Linked DNA regions of Rattus norvegicus: all the other regions are linked to region 1. The links are chromatin contacts, called in public Hi-C maps. All regions are on one chromosome and are shown on one strand. Each heading gives the region's core, a stretch centred on a gene start, on an enhancer-like site or on the middle of the called end of the contact. The rest is flanking DNA. Distances are from core to core; before and after follow the strand shown. Region 1 holds the start of Usp9x (ubiquitin specific peptidase 9, X-linked). Region 2 holds the start of Ube2q2l (ubiquitin-conjugating enzyme E2Q family member 2-like). Region 3 has its middle 80 kb from the start of Ube2q2l.

What was found. A called contact is a pair of places that touch in the nucleus more often than the background predicts.
Region 2: a contact with region 1 is called in a Hi-C map of liver, with 1.8 times the contacts expected there. The contact joins the promoter of Ube2q2l here to the promoter of Usp9x in region 1. A contact is called at or near these places in 3 of 12 Hi-C or Micro-C datasets (the A7r5 cell line, liver and mammary epithelial cells) and 1 of 1 datasets of contacts at active chromatin or transcription factors (oligodendrocytes).
Region 3: a contact with region 1 is called in a Hi-C map of Schwann cells, with 4 times the contacts expected there. The contact joins the enhancer-like site here to the promoter of Usp9x in region 1. A contact is called at or near these places in 3 of 12 Hi-C or Micro-C datasets (Schwann cells, frontal cortex and kidney) and 1 of 1 datasets of contacts at active chromatin or transcription factors (oligodendrocytes).

What each region holds. Positions count from the first base shown.
Region 1 is chrX:12,367,827-12,371,553 of GRCr8, forward strand. Usp9x (ubiquitin specific peptidase 9, X-linked) reads right to left here and starts at 1,665. Exons shown (of 45, transcript NM_001135923.2): 1 at 1,452-1,665.
Region 2 is chrX:12,511,301-12,515,249 of GRCr8, forward strand. It overlaps Ube2q2l (ubiquitin-conjugating enzyme E2Q family member 2-like), which reads right to left and starts at 2,179. Exons shown (of 1, transcript NM_001135997.2): 1 at 658-2,179. The coding sequence starts at 2,179. The coding sequence ends at 1,061.
Region 3 is chrX:12,591,811-12,595,640 of GRCr8, forward strand. No RefSeq gene overlaps it. Among named protein-coding and RNA genes, the nearest start is that of Ube2q2l, 80 kb to the left of the region's middle. Within about 2 kb of position 2,396, at least 31 of the 93 cell types and tissues checked have an H3K27ac peak or open chromatin away from gene starts, as enhancers often do. A contact at or near this core is called in Schwann cells, where this site is marked.

The DNA of each region.
Region 1 (3,727 bases), core at 415-2,914:
TACTAGTATTTTCTTTCTTCGTCTTCTTTTTTCTTGTTCTTCAGGAACAGCTAAAAATACAAAGGTGGTAGGTCTACTCTCGCTTGGAAGCGATTTCGGCATCAAGACATCCTTCCAGGCCTTTGGCCTTGAGCAGATGAAGCGGGGTGAGGGAGGTGTGGGAGAGCGATAACCGGCTCAGACTTCCCAGGGCACTGGGCCACCGAGCGACTGCAGGTTATCGCGGGAGGGCGGAGAGGAGACAAACTAGTCCGCAGGCCTGATAGCCAGGCGTCGCCGGCGTCGCCGAGGCCTAGCTCTCCCGCTCCAAATCACTCCACCTCAGTAATGGCGTTCGGTGTCAAGTGGAACAGGCTGAGGGCGTCCGCGGCCGGGTTAAGGGGCGCGCGAACCAACCGTCCCCGCCCCCACCCCCGGCGCGCCCGCGCGCCGTCGCGCGCTCCGAGCCGACCTCCCGCGCGGGTGGAGGGGCCGCACGCCGCGCACGGAGTCTCCATCCTCCTCCTCTCCACTCTAGTCAGGACGGGAAGGGGGAGGAAGGGGAGGGCCAGAGCCGTCAGCCATTTTCCCTGCCAGTCCAAAACACACTCACACACACCGACACGCTCATTCACAGACACGGACACGCGCTCACGGGACACCTACCGCGCGCACGACGGAGGCTCGCGCGCGTTCGCGTTGGCCTGGCCCCCGGGTGACAAGGGAAGCCCCCCACACCAACAGCCAGTGACCCCCAAGGGAGGGACCTCTTACGCACGCACACCCCCTCGCGCCGTCCTCCCCACCCCTCCAGCCAGCTGTAGGCCCCAGAAAGGCGAGTGGCCCGGCATCGCCAAGCTAACTACTCACCAAACACAACACAGGAGTCTTCTAAGAAGCAGGACACGCGGAGGCGGGAGACGAAATGCAAAAGCTCGATCCTGGGACGAGGCCTAACCTGGGAGCATCCCAAGCCAGGGGCTGACGAGGGACAAAAATATGAGGAGAGGCTGCGGATGCCGGGCTCACAGCGCTCTACGCGAACCGACAAGGGGTCGGCCCCTCACCCTAGCCGCCCTAGGGCAGCGGTGGCCACGGCCGCCTCCTCCTCCCTCTCAGCCGGCGGCGGCCCTCTTCCCCCTTCTCCCCTCAGGCTGGGGCGCTCTCTGAGCTCAGTCAGGCTCCGGGCAGTGCGTTTCTCCTGCGTCACCTCCTCCTGCTCCTCCTCCTGCAGCGGCAGTTTCACCTTCCCCTAGTCGCCGCCTCTGTCCCCCCACTCCGGGCCTGCTCGCTTGGCTGCGGCTCCTCTCCTCACTCCCGTCACCGACTCCAACCCCTGGGGCGGTAAAGGCAGCCGCCTCCCTTGAGGGAGAGGCGGCGGCGGCGGCCGGCTCCCGCGAGGCCTGGGAGCGGGTGCAAGGCAGGGAGGGGGTTCGGTAGGACAGAGAGGAGGGCCCGAACGGGCCGTTTACCGAGAGGTTGCGGCTCCGCCACCGGCGGAGTCTAGCTTCCGCAGCTTTGAGTACCACAGCCTCGTCAATATGGCGGATCCAACAAATCAAAAAAGAAAAGAGAAAAAGAAAAAGAAAAAGAAAACCCGCACGGCCAGTGGCAGTGTCGGCGGCGGCAGCGGCAGCAGCGACAGCGACAGCAGCGGCAGCAGCGGCAGCAGCGCAGACTCCCACTAGTCTCAGCGCCGCCCAGGCTCAGAACTTCCCCGCCCCCGTCAGGCCCCTCCCCCTCCAAACCCCGCCCCTCCGCGCTGGGCCCGGCCCCTCCCCCTGCCCAGCCCCCATCTGGGCCAGCTGCCCCCTCTCCCTGTCCACTTCGGGTTGGTGAGGGAAGGAAAGGAAGAACGCTCTGGGCCACTAGGGGGCCCGGACAAGGCGGTGGAAGGCTGTAACACAGCAAACTGGGTGGGGGAGGAGAAAACAATGCTAGGGAAAGATTATTCAGCTCTACCGTCGCTTCCGGACGGCCTGTCCAGGGTATCTTGCGAGAGCCAGAGACTCTTACATACCCCTCAGCTAGGGGACCTGGCCGAAGGCTGACGAAGGACCCAGAACACTCCAAAGAGGAGGGTGGGGTGGGGTGGGGGAAGGGAGAAACCCAGCAGGCAGCCTGAGCAAAGGGACTAGTCTGTCAGTAATGGTGGGGATGTGGACAGGAGAGGGTTAAGCACAGAAGCTGCAGCCTTGTCGCCGAGTTTGACTAGGGCTGCTTGTTTTTGTTCCATTGTGAACCGTGGCCCCACCATGGAGTGCCCGGATGGTGACGTCACCCGCCTCCCCCTTTTCCGGAATGGTTGGGGGGGTTGGGGGAGGACCGAAAGAAGAGATTCCTGGGTCCCAATGCTAGGCGTTTGCACCCGCGTCGCTTGAGGGTCTTGACTGCGCAGCTGACCCGCGTCACGTGACACGAGGACAGGACAGGTGGTGCCAGGTCCTGAGGGTTTGGCCACCTGCACCCGGCCGATAAGGGGAAGGTGTGGCTTGCACTCCAGAGCAGAGAGCCTTCCCACTCCACTTTGAGGGAGGCGCTTTAAGCAGCCCATTCACAGGATCCTGCAGCATCAGTACCTAAAAGCATTTCGTCAGTCTTAAAGGCATAGTGACTGGGACTGAGAATATTTTGGACACAGGAATCCTTACAACAGAAAAGACAAAAAATTATACACTATCCTACACACCTTAGCTACTCAGTAATACTAAGTCTAGCAAAATGAACTTCCATTGCCCTATCATCAGCACTATTCAGTGTGAGAACCTGGGAGGGACTTAGGAACTCATCCGCTATGTCAGGGACTATTTTCTGTATACTGAGAATTCAAAGTACAGGCTGCAGAGGAAAAATGTATCAGAGCAATCTCAAATGTTGGTAGGTTTGGAACAATTCCATAATTTACCTAAAATTCACAAATGAAGAGGAAATAAATCGATCACATTTCATTTTGACTTAAAAATGCCTGTTGGCAGCAAATCTCATTTAAAATCATTATAAAATACTATAAAGTCCATTATATTTCGTATAGGGTTGTTGAAGTATGCTATAAATATAGTCAATTCTAATAAATGAATGTTAAATGGAATCCCAAAGAATTCAGGTGATAGGGGTTGGGGATTTAGCTCAGTGGTAGAGCTCTTGCCTAGCAAGCGCAAGGCCCTGGGTTCGGTCCCCAGCTCCGAAAAAAAAAGAAAAGAAAAAAAAAAAAGAATTCAGGTGATAATGAGTTACTGGTGTAATTTTTTAAAACCATTTCTCTATGCAGCACATGACTGTTTTCACCACAAAAACAAATAGCTTACCCTAAACCCATTATTTATAGTCCTTATTATAACTCTCAACACATGCAATCTTGTTTATGTAATTACTTCCATGCATGCTTTCCCTTGCTTATGGAGCCTCCCAAGAGAGAGGTTACCACCCATTGAACACTCTAAATTTGCTAAGCGGGGAGGGTATTTAATCCTCAGAACCCTCTGAAACAGAGGGATTAGTATCTGTAGCCTTGATTTTAAATAGAAAAACAAAACTGGTAAATCATTTGTTTAAGATCAACAGGATTGGTAAATAAATGTAGTTCTTTTGGCCACATCTAAAGTGCATCCTTAACAAAAATGTCCACAGTAGCCAATTCTATTCAGCATTATACTTGAGGTTCTAGCCAAAGAAGGAAAAGACGTGAGAGATTCCCAGATATGAAAGGAAAAATTAAAACTTTCCTTGCAAATAACATAATCTTACATAG
Region 2 (3,949 bases), core at 929-3,428, 140 kb after region 1:
TTAGAAGTCTCCAAATTAGGCATTTGTGGAACTTAAATGTATAATTTCTGCTCAAGGAATCTGCTGAGCACTTTACAAAGTTTATCAGCCTACAACGAGTTGCAGCATCCCGTTAGTAAAATGGAAAGGAAGAATGGCAGCGTTCACAACTAACCCCAAGCTGTAGACTGTGGCTCTGCTTCATAACAAAGAGCAAACCAATAAGAAACAAATTCATTAGTACCTGAGATGGAGGGGCAGAAGGATCTGGAGCTCCTGGCCAGCCTCGGGTACCTGAAACCCTGTCTCAAAGAAAGGGCAGAGGAAGAGGAGAAAGACTTAGCTAAGCAAGACCAGTGCAAACGACTTCGAGCCTTAAGTAGCTTGCTTGCCCTTGATTGCTTTGCCCAAGTACACTGTAACTTAGTTTCAAGAGCCCAGCTTTAGGAAACAGTTCATATCATAACCTAGCCATAAAAATGTTATCAATTCTTGAGCAAAGTTCCTATCATTATTTAGGCAATCAAATGGCTTTAGACCCCAAAAGACTGTAGTCGAGAAGACATAACCATTCAGCTGGGAACATAGCTCAACGGGATAGGTCGTGTAGAACGCAGGAAGCCCTGGGTTCCATCCCAAGTATCACGCACACAAAAAAAACCCACAGAAACCCAAATCTCTTCTGAGCCAGTATTGGACACTGGCAAAACTTTTATTGGCACTAAATGGAACAAATGTTTGTAAATACTTATTACCCCCCTCCCTCCCCAAATAGCTCAATAAACGAAAATTATCTAAAGTCACAACTGACTGGCCTACTTAACACATTCACATCAAGGAAAACGGATGACGAAAAATGAACACTATGATTATTTATCAGGGAAAACCACAGTAAAGGCTCACAGTTTGGCCCAAGACCCCCACAGTAAGCAAAACGAAAAGGTTGAAACGTCTACTGGCGGTCAGTTGACAGATTATCCACTAAAACACCAATTAGCTAATATCTTCCGCACTACTGTTACAAAGATATGCAAAGCTTGTGTCTTTAAAGCTACATTTTTCCAAACACATGGCAGTCTATTTACCCATCTTCCTTTGGAGGAGTGAACCAGCCTTTTTTCTCATGCATCTGCACGACAGAGTCATAGGACTGTTGGGCTGTTTCTAGATTATATTGATTCTTATCTGCTCCAAAGCGCACCCTGGCCTTGCCTTTGACTAGGGTGGCGTTGATCTGCATAATAACCGATTCTATGGAGTACGCGCTGCTCCAGCCCTGCTTGGTGAGCAGTTCCATACACAATGCCCCTCCGCCCAAGACATACCCTCCAGAGAGAATGGGCAACTCGACGCGAACAAAGGGAGGATCAAACGGAAAGTTATCTTTGAAAGAAAAGTTAAGCAAAATATATTCTATGCCTTCTTTTTCTTTCAAGAGCTGAAGGTCGCCGTACAAGGGACTATCGGGGTCAACCTTCCTCAGTTTAACGTGCCAGTCATATAAGCTGTCGTTTATCAGTTCCACAGAATAAGTCCCCGACTTGTAACTCTGCGACCTGTATATCTCTCTGAGTTCTTTCATGAGTCTATTTGAAGCATGCACTGAGCCAGACACGGTACCATTCAAATGCTCTTGCCTTTGGCTCTTCTTGATATTCTCTAATATTGCCAAATGCTCTTTCTCAAGCCCTTCATCCTCTGACTTTTTCTCACTACAAGTATCTTCTTTCAGCTCATAATGATCCAAGTCTTCCAGCCCGTCAGCTGCATCTTCCTCTTCATCTTCAGAAGGCACCTCCTCGATGGTCGCTTTCTGGGCGATGGGGACCGGCTGGTCCAGCATCTTCACATCCAGGTGCTCAGGCAGGTTATATAAGCTGCAGAGTTCGCAGATCAGCCACTTGAGCTGCTGACGAAGCGAACTGTTGGGCTTCGAATCTTCCAGACGTTCCAGGATCGATGTGAGGTCTGGATCGTCAGAGTCCACGAACCATATCGGCGGCGAGGATGGGTAGGACTCGGTGATGGTGCAGTGCAGGGTGAGCGGCGGCGGCAAGGGCGGGCTGCCCGCGGGCGCCGGCGGCACCAGGAACTGACACTGCAGCTCATCCAGCTGCCAGCTCACGATGCGCAGCCGCTCGTGGTCCTTGTCGAAGATGGACGCTAGGAACTCCAGCTCGGCCTTAAGCCCCGACGACATCCTTCCTCTCGGGTCCTCCGAGACGAGTGTGGAAGCGAAGCGGCCCCGCGAGACGCCTGCTGGGCTGCCACCGCCCCTGGGGCCGCCGGGCCGGGCTCCTGCGGCTCCGCCTCTGCCCGCCTCCGCGACCCGCAGAGCGTGGCCGCCGCAGTCATAAGTCTAAGCACTGTGTCGCACAGTGATCTACAGGGCCTTTTCGTCTTGCATAAGGGAACCTTTTGTTATTTTTGTTTTTTAAATTTTGCTTTGAAACATAGTCTCGAATAGCGGGGGCTGGTTTTGAACTCTGTGTAACCAAAGATGGCCTTGAACGCCTGACCCTCCCGCCTCTGCCTCCCTCTTCACCCAGTGCTGATATCACAGCGCCACCACACCCAGTTTATGGCCTACTGGGAATGGAAGCCAAGGCCACATGCATTCTAGGCATGCAAGCTACAGTCAGAGGCTGACTTTCAAAGAAATTTGAACTTCTGATCTTTCTACCCTCACCTCCTGGGTGGTGGGATTACAGGAACGCACCACCACAGCTAGTTTGTGTTGTGCAAAGGCTACCCAGGGCTTGGATCCCCAGTCGGTTCATTTCGATAGTCATTTTAGTTGTTTCCATATGGTGGCTAGCTTGAATCCTGCTGCAGTGAACATGGTTCACTGATTTCAGAGGTGGGAGATGGCTCAGCAAAAAAGTCTCACTCGATACCCAAGCCTGAGGAGTTCAAATCTTCAGCGCATGTATAAAAAGCTTGGCTTGACCTAACATAGGCCTGTAATCCCAGAGCTGTGTGAGAGGCAGACTGGGAGCTTGCCTTGCCTTGCCTTACCTTCTCGCCTTGCCTTGCCTGCACATAACAAAACACATACACACAGTGAGTCGGGGAGGCAGAGAGGAAAGAGTGGGGGAGGGTTGCGGGGGGGGGGGGATGACAGACAGACAGAGACAGAGACACAGAGAGACAAAGACACAGAGAGCAAGGACAGAGACGGGGGAGAGAGCTCCTGCTTTTGATTCTTTTGAACAGTAAGCAGAAGCAGGCTGGTGGAATCATAAGGCTTTATGCTGTACATAGATTTTTAAGGAAACTTCACGACTACTTTCAGTTCACCAGTTTCTCCACATCTTTGTTACCACTGGTCATTTTCTTTTCGCTTTTATTATTGTTTATTTTTATCATGCCTCCTACGAGTGAGGTGTGACAAGACACTTCTTGGTGGCTTTCATCTGCAGTTTGGGTTTCACAAGAGTCACACTTCCTGTCTTCTCATGAGAAATGCCTATCGAGTCCTTTGTCCATCTTAAAACCAGGTTTTTGCTTTGTTTGTTTTGTGATATTAACCTAAAAGTTTCCATCTTTATTTTTCTCTTCTGTGTGTGGGTATTTTGCCCCATGTATGTATGTGTGCACATCAAGTGAGTGTGGCACACGTGTGGGCCAGAAGAAACCCCTAGGACTGGGGTTACAGGCCGTTGTGAACTGCCATGTGGATGCTGGGAATTTAATGCGGGTCCTCTTAACTGCCGAGCCAACTCTCCAGCCCAAGGTATTAACCTTTTTTTTTTTGTTTCTTTGTCGGTTGTTTTTTGAGACAGACTTTCTCTGTTTAGCCCTGGCTGACCTGAAACTCACTCTGTAGACCAGGCTGACCTCAAACTCAGAAAGATCTGCCTGCCTCTGCCTCCTGAGTGCTCAGATGAAAGGCGTGCACCACCACTGCTCGACTAAGATATTAATGTGAAATTATTACATGTGTAAAGTTTGAAGCATTTTCTCAAAT
Region 3 (3,830 bases), core at 1,146-3,645, 220 kb after region 1:
ATATTTAGATGCCAATTCCCTAAACAGAAGCAAGAATCGTGTGTCCCCAGCCATCCTCCTCCTCCCACCCTCCATCCCTTTGTTGTGTCCTGCTGAGGATCGGGGGGGGGGGGGGGGAGAACACCCACCTAGGAGCCAGAGGCCTCAAAGGGTCTTTTGGCAGACTCCACAAAGCGGGAAGGCCAAGAGAACAGACAACATTTTATGTAACTAGAATCCACAGCTGAACACAGTCAACATTCTTTCCTTTCTTAAATTTGGTTTTCCTTGGAGTTAATAATTGGCTCATTTTCTTTTAAAAACTTTTTTTCAATTTCCATTTCTTGTGTTTCAAATGTCGGTTGTTGTTTTCTTTCTTTCTTTCTTTCTTTTTATTATTTTTTTATAAATTCTTTTTTTAAAGATTGATTGATTTATTCATTTATGTATATATGAGTACACTGTAGCTGTCTTCAGACACACCAGAAGAGGGCATCAGATCCCATTACAGATGGTCGTGAGCTACCATGTGGTTGCTGGGATTTGAACTCAGGATCACAGGAAGAGCAGTCAGTGCTCTTAACCACTGAGCCATCTCTCCAGCCTCTTTCTTTCTTTCTTTCTTTCTTTCTTTCTTTCTTTCTTTCTTTCTTTCTTTCTTTCATTCATTTTTCCCCAAAATTATTCATCCTTTTTCTCCTATTCCCTAAGGCAACCATTTTTTTCTTCTCATAATAATTTCTTCCTGTACTTTGTTCGCTATCCTGACCTGTGCAGGGATGTCTAAATGTACAAAAGAAAATCAGCGTTCTGAAAGATAGCCATCCTACCAGTCCCCAAGCCTCCACTAGAATTGCACCATCATTTGACTAAACCAACAGCTAACGTTTACATCACTGTAATTGTATACGTGTGCTTCATGGCGCAGCGATACAGTCCCGTCCCCCCCCCCCCGAAAGTATCTCTTTGCTTGCCCAGCTATTTCTATTTCCTGAGATCAACCGTTGCCCATTCTCTTCATTTATGTTTTGTAAATACTAATAATTAATCCACCTCACAATCTTTTATTGCCCTCTAATTCTCTTTCCCTCCCTTCCCCTTTCCCTTTCTCTTCCTTTTCCTTATTTCCCCCTCCCTCCCTTTCTTCCACTGCTGAGAATAGAACCTAGGGCTTCATGCATAACTAAGCCTGTACTGGCCCTGAGCTACCTCCTAGCCTACTGCACCCCTCTGGTATTCACCAGCATCCAGCCTACTGCGCCCCTCTGGTATTCACCAGCATCCACCCTTCCGAAGAATCCATTGGTCACTGGATCTGTCTGCAGTGCTTGCACTCTGGAGGTCTGGGAGTCTCGTCCACTGTCACCCTGGGAGCCTCCATCACCGAGCACCCTCTTGAGCGACAACTCTTACTCTCAAGGATTTTTCTCCCTTGCTAGAGCAGCTCTGTTAGCTCTCGAGGACCAGATGCATGGGAGGTCAAGGTTTTGAGATGGTTCATCTAAACATGCAGTTAATTAGTCTCATTAATGGACTTTTTTTTACAGGTCCCATCTCTGTTGGAATTCATTTTTCTTGGCATTTTTAAAATACTGATTTTGTTTTTGATGATGCGTATATGTGTAGGGGAGGAGGTGTGCACGTGGGGTTGGAGTTATAGGCGGATGTGATCCACTGGAGGTGGGTGCTGGAAAGCACTCAACCACAGAGCGTCAGTCCAGCCAGCGTTGTTATAAGGCCAATACTATGCTAACTAAACTTCACCTCCAGGAATTCGTTTGTATTTTTTTAAATAATTAATTAAAAAAGTATTTTGAGACAGAGTCTCATTTGTAGCGCTCCAGCTAGCCAGCCTGGAACAAAGACCCACCTGCTTCTGCCTCCTGAGGGCTGACACTAAAGGCGTTGCCCCCATGGTTGGGCTCTCCTCCATATCTGAGAGATTTACTCAACCTTACCTTCCAGTCTGCCTAGTTATGAGGTTGTTAGGTAGGACATGAGAGCACACAAAGAGAACTCTGAGAAGGTATCATGGAGTTTTTCATGTCTTCTAGCCATCTTTTCTTTTTTCTTTTTTTACCCCTTTAGGTGGCTTTTCCTATCCCTAGGTGTCTTTACGTGATTGCAATATCATCTCTGATTTCTTGGAAAATATTAACTACTGAAGTGGCTACATCTCTCATTCTTTTTCTTCCTAATGATTTTATCTTCAATGTTTTGTGCTCTGTCTTGGCATAGTTAGTGGGTTTCCTGGGGGTAACTAGTAGTCCCAGGTCCTAAGATTATAACCTAAGAACGTGATTAGAAGAGAGTCTGATGAGGACGGTTGGGTGTGACGTTAGTTAGACCACTATTCTGGTATCTAAAGCTGCCAGCGCCTGAGAAATGCAGCTTTCTGGCATGCTGATGACAGGAGAACTGATGGTATTTTCCAGTGAGGGTCACCGGGAGATGAGGGCTGAGGGTCACTTCACCCTCAATCACTCCTTATTCTTGACGTAGATTCCCTCGTTCAGCCATGCTTAATATGCCCCAGTCAAGCGACAACACCCTTTAAACAAATGCGCACGGACACACACACACACACACACACACACACACAGAGAGAGAGAGAGAGAGAGAGAGAGAGAGAGAGAGAGAGAGAGAGAGTGTGTTCAGCGTGCAGCGGTCCGGGAAGCCGTTGCGTTTCTGAGGCTGGTCATCTGGATGTCTACAGCTCCTGACACACACTGTCAGTGAGTACTGTTTTGTCTTCTGGCTCGAATCCACCTTTTTCTGTTTGGCTTTGTGCTGGCTGGGCGGAGTCTGCTAGCCCCATTGATTTCGCTGGCTGTTCCTTGCTAGACTTCACCCGTAGAGGGCAGTAGAGGGAAGCAGGCCGGCTGGCAAAAGATACAGGGACAAGCTTCCCACTCCAGCCTGCCGCAGTCCAGCCTGGCTTAAATGCTCCAGCAGCTGGGTTTCTCTGCAGCATGGCAGTTTTGCAGTTCTTGAGCTGCCTTATCACGTCCTCACCCCAGGAACACTTGAACCTGTGCGTGCAGCAACACCCTGCTTTGGGGGCGCGGGGCGGGGACATATGTTCCAGTCCTTAGGGACCCTTCTCTGACCTACTAGTTTTTTTTTTAATAATTCCACCCTCTTTTCTTTGTTTCCCCAGCCTTGAGGATGCTCACTGCCTCCTGTGGTTACTGCCTCCATGATACCTTCTCAGAGTTCTCTTTGTGTGCTCTCATGTCCTACCTAACAACCTCATAAGTAGGCAACTCACTAATTCAGTGCACTAATTAATGCACTGAAATTCTTCTGCTCAGCCTGGGGGCGTCGCTCAGCAGCACTGGTCGGGTGTGTGCAATTGCGGTCCTGGGTTCTCTCCGAGGCATGGTCCTGTTTACACAGCTTCTGTCTCCAAGCTAGATTCACATTGGCCCAGCTGCTTTCAATATGGCTTTTTAATTTTCCAGTTTCACCGTCACCCCAGTTTCATAAGCTAGGGTTGCCCCCACCCCCAAATCCTGAATCTTTCTGAAACGTAACAAAAGATATCAGTTTGCTTCTTGGATTCAGCCTGTGTGGTCTATTTTCCTAGGTGTTTTGCATCTTCACCCCCAGAGTTCTGTTGCTGTTTGCATTCCCAATCTATCTGCCCTTTGGGGTTTTACTTTTTAAAAAATTAGTTTGCTGTCAGCATAATTAAGTCTGATGGAAAGGATCTAGTATTACTATTATTTTCTTTTCATGAAAAGCATACAGGCATGATGGTAATTGTATAATTTCCAGCACTGAGGAGCCAGAGGCAGCAGGATTACTGCCAGTTTGAGGACAGTCTACTACATCGTGAGTTCAAGGCT